Regions from separate parts of the Sus scrofa genome. Here region 2 is linked to region 1. The links are chromatin contacts, called in public promoter capture Hi-C maps. All regions are on one chromosome and are shown on one strand. Each heading gives the region's core, a stretch centred on a gene start, on an enhancer-like site or on the middle of the called end of the contact. The rest is flanking DNA. Distances are from core to core; before and after follow the strand shown.

What was found. Promoter capture Hi-C pulls out the DNA fragments that hold promoters and counts their contacts.
Region 2: a contact with region 1 is called in a promoter capture Hi-C map of liver, with 4 times the contacts expected there. The contact joins the enhancer-like site here to the promoter of OSR2 in region 1. A contact is called at or near these places in 1 of 5 promoter capture datasets (liver), 8 of 47 Hi-C or Micro-C datasets (embryonic fibroblasts, epiblast stem cells, liver and 1 more) and 1 of 2 datasets of contacts at active chromatin or transcription factors (skeletal muscle).

What each region holds. Positions count from the first base shown.
Region 1 is chr4:37,896,672-37,900,829 of Sscrofa11.1, reverse strand. It overlaps OSR2 (protein odd-skipped-related 2), which reads left to right and starts at 2,895. Exons shown (of 4, transcript XM_005655349.3): 1 at 2,895-3,282.
Region 2 is chr4:38,098,039-38,101,863 of Sscrofa11.1, reverse strand. The region is part of intron 4 of STK3 (serine/threonine-protein kinase 3); the gene reads right to left. Among named protein-coding and RNA genes, the nearest start is that of STK3, 88 kb to the right of the region's middle. Within about 2 kb of position 1,688, at least 5 of the 83 cell types and tissues checked have an H3K27ac peak or open chromatin away from gene starts, as enhancers often do. A contact at or near this core is called in liver, where this site is marked.

The DNA of each region.
Region 1 (4,158 bases), core at 1,646-4,145:
GTCCTCAGTGCGTAGGTCACAGTGGGAGAGGCTCGGGGTCAACCCCAGGGAAGTGTGTGTCTGACACCTGTTCGCTGCTTAACAGGCAGAGCTACCTGGGTGGGCTGGTCGGGGGAGGAGGAGGGAGAAGGAGGAATGAAGGGGCCCCCTCCTCCTTCCACTCCTCCGCGCTCCTCTCTCCAGCCAGCATTCGGTCCTCCGGGGGCAGTTCGGGTTAGGGCTGCAACTGTTTGCGCTCCCCTCGTCAGTCTGTTAGCCATTTCCCTGGAAGCGTCCTTGGTGTCGAAAGCCCAGAGCCGTGAGGACAGCAGCTGACCAGTCGGCGGAAACGTCGGACTAAATGCGCAGTGCAGCTCCAGGAGGGCGCAGGGGAAGTGGGGCGGCGGCGCAGAGACGCAGCCCCCTGCGCGCAGCTGGGCTGCGGTAGGCTCCGGGACTCTACGCTCCGCGCACTGGTTACCCCACAACTCGCCGCGGGCCTATCTTCCTTGCCCTGCGAGGTCGCCCGGAGAGTCCGGCGGAGGAGGCTGCTTCTGGGTAGGTCCCCACGGAGCGTGCGCCACGGAGCGTGCGGGGCCAGGGGGCTTGCCCTGATCACGGAGTTGAGACTCAAGGACTGGGCCCCAGGTGGGCGCAGAGGTGGCCCGAGAGAGCCCTGAGAGTGGTGCGGCGCAGCGTTCAGCCTCCTCCGGCTCGCTTTCCGCGTGAGGCGCGCACCTGCCCATCGTGGTGGCCAGGCCTGGAGGCTGCTGAGGCGCTACCCCGCCACGAGGTTTCTCCCACTACCCGGAAAGCTCGCCAACTCCTCCCTACCTTAAAGTGGCTGCAGCGCTTGGGCCAGCATGGCCCAGACTCCATTGTGGAACTTCGGAGGCTGGGGTGGGCGAAGTAAACACGTTTAAGGAAAAACCTGGGTTCAGGAGATTTGCGGAAAGAGGGCGCAGCTCGTGGTTATTTGGAAATTCTTTTCAGCCCGGGATAAAAGCAGGGAGTTCCGCGCGCGCGCGCGCGCGCACACACACACACACACTCACAGTCACACTCTGTGGGAAGGTGTGAAGCCTACCTCTGGGGGGTTACCTCTACTTACAGACAAGGAAATATGAAGCGTGGAACACCACCCCGGGAGTCTTGTCCTGGGGGTCTGAAAGAAGAGAAAGTTCCCTCCAAATCTTCCAAATTGAGAAAAGCTGCGGAAGGAATGAGGCGGTTAGAGAGAAGGGACCACAGGCATCCCCATAGCTAGGGCTCAGGACTGAGCGCTAAAATGAAAGCACCCCTATAGAATCCATTAGGGAAAAACTTTTTTTTTTTTTTTTAAAGTCCTGAACTCAGGCATTCCGCTTCTTCCGCACTGTTCCTCAAATCTATTTTGAAGCAGTTAAATACTGAAGGATATTCAACGCTCGGGTCTCCGTTCCAACCTCAGTTTTTAACCTTAGCAAATTTGAAATTGGAAAGAAAAAAAAAAAAAAGATCTGCTATCTCTGAATTATGTTTTACCAAAGGAACGAAAAATTCTATCCACCTCTGCATAAATAAAATGGAAGGGATTTTATCTTAATAAAATAATATCCTGTAGCTTCTGCCTGGCTTCCCAGTCACTGTTTGACCTTTTGGCAGTTTTTTAGGCTTCTGCTTATATTTGTCCCCTTCCCCGCACGATTGAGATTATTTTAATTGTGCTTAGGAGCAGCACATCCAAAACCATATTCTGGCGGACCACCTCTGAACTGTGTACATCCGCTTGGCTCGAAGACCTGCGCCCCTCCAAGCTCAGACTTGCAGGGGGCTAACGCAAACCGCCTTTGGAGAACTCGTCTGGGACGAAGGGCATTTTACTCAGTGCTGCTCACGAAGATCTCATCTGGACACAGGCTTTTTAAGATGAGAGTATGTCATCCTCTTTCTGTCACTTGGTCCCCCTATTTCCAGAGTAGCTGAAGTGCGTTCTGCAGTTACACTCACACGGGACCGAACCTTTAGAAGAACCTGAAAAATGTATCACTACACTTCAAATTCGATTAAGTTTCCTGGCGAATGAACAATGAACCCTGTCTTTGCTAGGAATGGAGATGCACACGTTTGAAAAGCTAGAATAGTATTTTCCTAAATATTTTTAAATGATTGCTTTTCCCCTATTCCAGATGAATTCTTTATTGTTTGTCAATGGGTTGCAGATGCCCACCCCTTTAACCAAGTTAGCTAACTGCTTGTGAAATGTACATTGGCTGATTAAAGCTTAAATATTGGGAAAAAAATTCTCCTGGGATATTCTACATTGTCTTTGCAGTAATTACGAAATTAGTCAATTGTCACCTCTATAAACAAACTTCGTTTTGAAAACAACAGACGAAAGCAGACTATACATACAGTCGTAATTGACCAAAAGTATGTACACAACTGTATTTAAAATTAGGGGAAGGGTGATGTATGCTGGCGAATACAATCTAGAAGTGATTGATTTTTACCTACGAAGAAGATGGTTATGTTAAACGTGATTAGACGTGGAAATTAACGCGGCGAGCGCGCCAAGTAAAACTGCAAAATGCACTTTGGGCTTCTCTGCGGGGTCTTTGGGAGGCAGAAGGCCAGTTGTTCTGTTTCCAACATTATTAGGAAAAGTGGCACCGAGAAGGAAGAGGGTGGGCGTTGTGTTTGTGTGTGAGCTTTGAACTGAGTCACCTTGGCCATGTAACAGGGAAACCTCGAGCAAACCTGTCTGTGCCTTTAAGATTCAGTTGCTATCCAAACACAAGTAAACAGAGTGGACCATTAGCGGGCGCCCGGCGCGGAGGCGGAGCCTGGGCGCAGGGGGCCCGGCGCGGCTGCGGGACGCCCGCCCGAAGGGGAGGCGGGGCCGCTACTAAAGCCCGACTCAGCCCGCCGCGAGCAGCTTGGGGAGGGACGCGGGCGGGGACAGAGCTCCGTACGCTCGCTGCTGGAGGGTGATGGCCCTGCGAGGCTGCAGGCTCCGACCTTACCCGGAGTCGGCGGCGAGAGGATCGCAGAGGCGCGAGGTTCTGGGCTAGCGCTAAGTGCGAACTCCAACCACCCCGGGTCTTTACACATTCTGCGTCTACAGACTCTGACCAAGGCGACTCAGAGGATCCGCTCTGGTTTGAGCTGCTCGTCGTCCTCCAGATCATGTCCGCAGCTCCCTGGACTCCGCGCGGAAAAAGAAGTTTGTCAGGCGTGGACCCAATGACCTTTCCAAGCTGTGTGCCTCACTCTCTGGACCAGGTCTGAGTGGTGCTCCCCAGGCGGACCTTTCTGCTAGAGGTGAGTGTCTGTTCTGGGAACCGGCTGCAGCTGCCCTAAAGGAGGGAAGCTGCAGGGGGTGTAAGGGGGCGCTCAGATTCTCGGTCTGGTGTGCCGCGAGTTCAGACGTTTTGAAAAGAAATCGTATGCATGCACTCCAGGGCGTTGTATTTTTCACTTTATCGGATCCCAGGCACGCCGCTCCCAGCTAACACGCCACACACGCTTTCGTGAGCTGTTTTTAGGGTGCGTGTGACATTTAATCTAAGCATTCAGGAAGGCTTCTTATAAAAGCTGATCTACGTACGTTGAGATAAAACGCCACAACCTCATATTTTTCCTAACCCTACTGTGGGATTCCTGGTCCTCCCGTCCCGAGGCGGCCGCGGCAGCGCGGACCGGCCGGGACATAGAGTGTCTGCCTAGCCAGAGCGTTTCAAGAGGAAAGTAGTAGTTGAATCCTAGGTAATTCTCTAACCTCGTATTGGCCTTTTGATTTTCCTCTCATCCCTCCAGCCCTGGAGAAGGGGACAGAAGGCAAATTCCCCTGGGGTTTAAACGCTTGGATTCTTGAGACATGGCAACAGAGAAAAGAGTTGCCTTTGTAGGAAGAAGGGGGGAAAAAGGTGTTTGTTGGAGGGAGCGCTGGCTCTGTCTTTCTACCTGTTAGGAGGGAACAAAAGAGGACTGGCGTTTCCCAGGGCGAAACAGACAGCCACTTTCTCTGTTAAACAAACTGCAGTCCTGAGCAGAACAAGAAAATTACTCACGCAGGGGGGAGCGAGGGAGCAGAGAGAAACAGAACCCAGATTATGCGGAAGGCATCTTAATTTAATTAACTCCTTGGGAAGGCAGAGGCGCAGCGAAGGGGCAGGAACTTCGAAGCTGTTTCTCTCT
Region 2 (3,825 bases), core at 439-2,938, 200 kb before region 1:
GGAGCACTCCAGGACAGCAGTTTCTAAGCTGACGGTGGATAAGAACCAGTAGTCTTAAAATCCAAGATACATACTTTAACCTTCCAGGCCCTGAATGATACAGTTCTTGCTAGCCTTGACAATCTTACCACACCACTCTCCCTACCAAAGACTCCACAGAGGAAGTGACTTCTGAGCTGACTCCTGAAGAATGAACAAAGTTTCTCCAGAGACCAAAAAGGGAATGAAATACTAAATAGGTATAAAGGCGATGGGCACAAACATATATGAAGTCAAGTACAAGTGAATGGTTCTTTGTGTTTGAATGTAAGGTATATGGGAAAATAGTGCTAGATATAAAGGTAGGTTAGGGCCAAACTCTGCTTTATGTGTCTACCCATTTTCAAACGGAAAGATGATTTGATCATACCTGAACTTTTAAGAAGGAAACTCTAGCAGCAGACTTAGTCAAAGATGAAAGCTTAGTACCACCCACTGGGACACATCAGCCTCACTGTATGTGAGTTTGCAAAGGACTTTTGATCTTGTTTTTTTCTACTTCTCATTTTTTTTAGGGGTAGCTCCTGCTGTGGCTCAGCAGTAAAGAACCCGACTAATATCCACGAGGACTCGAGTTCGATCCCAGGCCTTGCTCAGTGGGTTAAGGATCCAGCATTGCCATGAGCTGTGGTTAGGTTGCAGATGCGGCTCAGATCCCACACTGCTGTGGCTGTGGCACAGGCTGGCAGCTGCAGCTCCAATTTGACACCTAGCTTGGGAACTTCCACATGAAATAGAAAAGAAAAAAAAAAAAAAAAAGACTAGAAGTAGGAAAGCTAGTGTAAAGAATATAATAAAGTCATTTATAGCAGTAGTAATAGCAGCGGCAGCAGCAGCAATTGGAGTAATAGCTAATAGGTATATAAACTTGCTTAAAATCCCAATGGATTTTTTTAGTCAAAATTTCTAATTCTGGAGTTCCTGTCATGGTGCAGTGGAAACGAATTTGACTAGGAACCATGAGATTGCGAGTTCGATCCCTGGCCTCGCTCAGTGGGTTAAGGATCCAGCGTTGCCACGAGCTGTGGTGTAGGTCGCAGACGTGGCTCGGATTCTACGTTGCTATGACTGTGGTGTAGGTTGGCAGCTGTAACCCCTAGCCTGGGAACCTCTATATGCTGCGGTGCGGCCCTAAAAAGCAAAAAAAAAAATTCTAATTTTAAGATGGAGAGATGTCAAAGCATGCAGTTAGGCAAGAAGGCACTGAAAGCAAAATCCAAAATTCTTTCGTAATTCAAACCGAAATTGCTTAACCATTAAAAAATAACATAGGGCTTAGGTAGCACCCTCTCAACCAAATTTAAAAAAAAGAAAAAAGGAAGCGAATTATCATTAAAAAGGAACATGCCCTCTAACTCAGTAATTCCATCTCTCAGAATGTATCCAATGTCCACAGCAAGACAGGTATGCCAATACACACCAATAAAACTTTACTGCAGCCTTGAATACACAAAAATTGGTAAGCTGGAATTCATTTTGCCCAAAGTACTAAAAAAATACATTCCATTACATACACACAGACCTATAGGTCCTGGTACGGAGAAATCTCCAAGAAACATCAGAAGTTAAAAAAGAAAGAGAGAGAGAAGGCAGGAGTTCATGCCAAGGCACAACAGGATCAAGAGAATCTCTGGAGCACTTGGACGCAGGTTCAGTCACCAGCCTGGCACAGGCTAGACAACTGTGGCTCAGATTTGATCCCTAGCCCACAGTGCCACGCCCATCCCAAAAAAAAGACAAGGTATGGAACACCACCTATGCAGTATGAATCCCTTGTGTAAAACAAGATATACATATACACATACTGAAAGAACCCACAAGAAGCTGTTAACTGACATCTCTTAGAGGAAGTAAAACTGAGGGGTGACTGAGGAGACACTAAGTTCCTCTTCTGCACTATCTGGAATTTTTACAATGTGCTCATATTACTTTTTTCCCCTTAATTTATATAATTAAAATGGGAGATGTTTCTACATTCTGGCTATAAAGAATCATGCAATACAATTTTTAAAGCTCTCCATCTAAAATAGTTAAAATTAGAGATTTGCTACCTCAGGAGCTAAATTTCCATTTTCTGGAATTTTTTTTTTTTTTTTTTTTTTTGTCTTTTGTCTTTTGTGTTTTTAGGGCCACACCCGTGGCATGTAGAGGTTCTCAGGCTAGGGGTCTAATCAGAGCTGTTGCTGCTGGCCTGCACCACAGCCAAAGCAACACCAGATCCAAGCCGCATCTGTGAGCTACACCACAGCTCATGGCAACGCCAGATCCTTAACCCACTGGGTGAGCCCAGGGATTGAGCCTGCAACCTCACGGTTCCTAGTCAGATTCGTTTCTGCTGAGCTGTGATGGGAACTCCCATTTTCTGGAAAATTAAGTTACATACATTTCTTGATTTCAATATTTTACTGGATAAGATACAATGATCTTTTAATACATTTTTCTAATACTAAAGAATAGCCACTATTTCAACAAATACCATAAAATTCTTACATCATAGTAATTAAAAACTAAATAACCAAACATCACTTTTTAAAGTTTTTGCCTTAACAGTGGTCAATTCAATTTACATGTGCACAGAACTTTACAGGTTACAAAATGTTCTGACATTCATCATCTTTGTTCCTCACAAGAAAACACTGAGGTAGGTAAAGCCAGTAATATGATACTAGGTCCATTTTAGGATTAGGCATCTGAAGTTTAAAGGAGTTACACAATGTACCCAGGGTCACAGAGCTAATAAGTAACAACTCAGGACCTGATGTTTGGTCTTCTGATTCCACATGCAGGAGTCCTTCCACTAAATGACATCACTCCACATAACCACTGTCATAGTGTGCTAAGGGTCAGGCTGATGACAGGGTGGGAGGGCTTGTGATAGATCTGACTATGCCAGGCAGTCTGCCAGGAGAAGAATGTGTGATGTAAAAATAAAGTACATGATGGTGGGCCTGACTTATGAAAGGGAAATAGAACTGGGAGAAACGCCAGTAAGAATGGCAACTAAGGTGAAGACTGGGCAGCTTACCAATAAGGGAAGGCAAGGAAATACCTTTGTAAGCTTAATTTACTTAGTTAAGGTAGAAGAGAAAGTCTACTGGAGCCACTATATTGTAATGTGGAAAGATCATAAGGAAAAGTGTTTATAATCCAATCAAAAGATTTAGAAAAGATGTAATGGAGCGTGATGTGCATGATGCATTTAATCAGAGATTAAGATGTGGCACATGATTGCTATGAAAAATTCTAAGGGTCTAATCCCACAGTGCACGGTCATGTTAACGCTACGGCTTGGAACTTGAAGAGGCATGTGTGAAATACACTTAGAGCTCAACCTCACTCTATATGAGACACCAAATAAGAAGCAAGAATTACTTCCTACACAAAAGGACCCACTCTCCTAAGATTCCATTACTGTACTGAACAGCAGTACCTGCTCAGTGAGAAAATCCTTGTAGGAGAAGGGGCCACGGACACCAGAACTAAAGCCAGGGCTAGGCCACCATAGTCTACATGGAACCATGTATCTTTAAGCCTGAAACAGACTTTCCAGAATTCTTACAGCAAACATTTACTGCTGACACAGCAGAAGTGGGCTCTTTGAGATACATCAACCTGGCTGTCCCTTACCCTACCTGTGACAAAGGGGAGAGAGGGTTTAAGAACCCACACTTTTAACTCCCAAAATTACCGGATAACCTCTTCTAACACTTAACATTCATTTTTGGGAATTATTTTAGAGATATATGTGCATCTGCACATGTGCGTGTGTGTGCACACACGTGCATG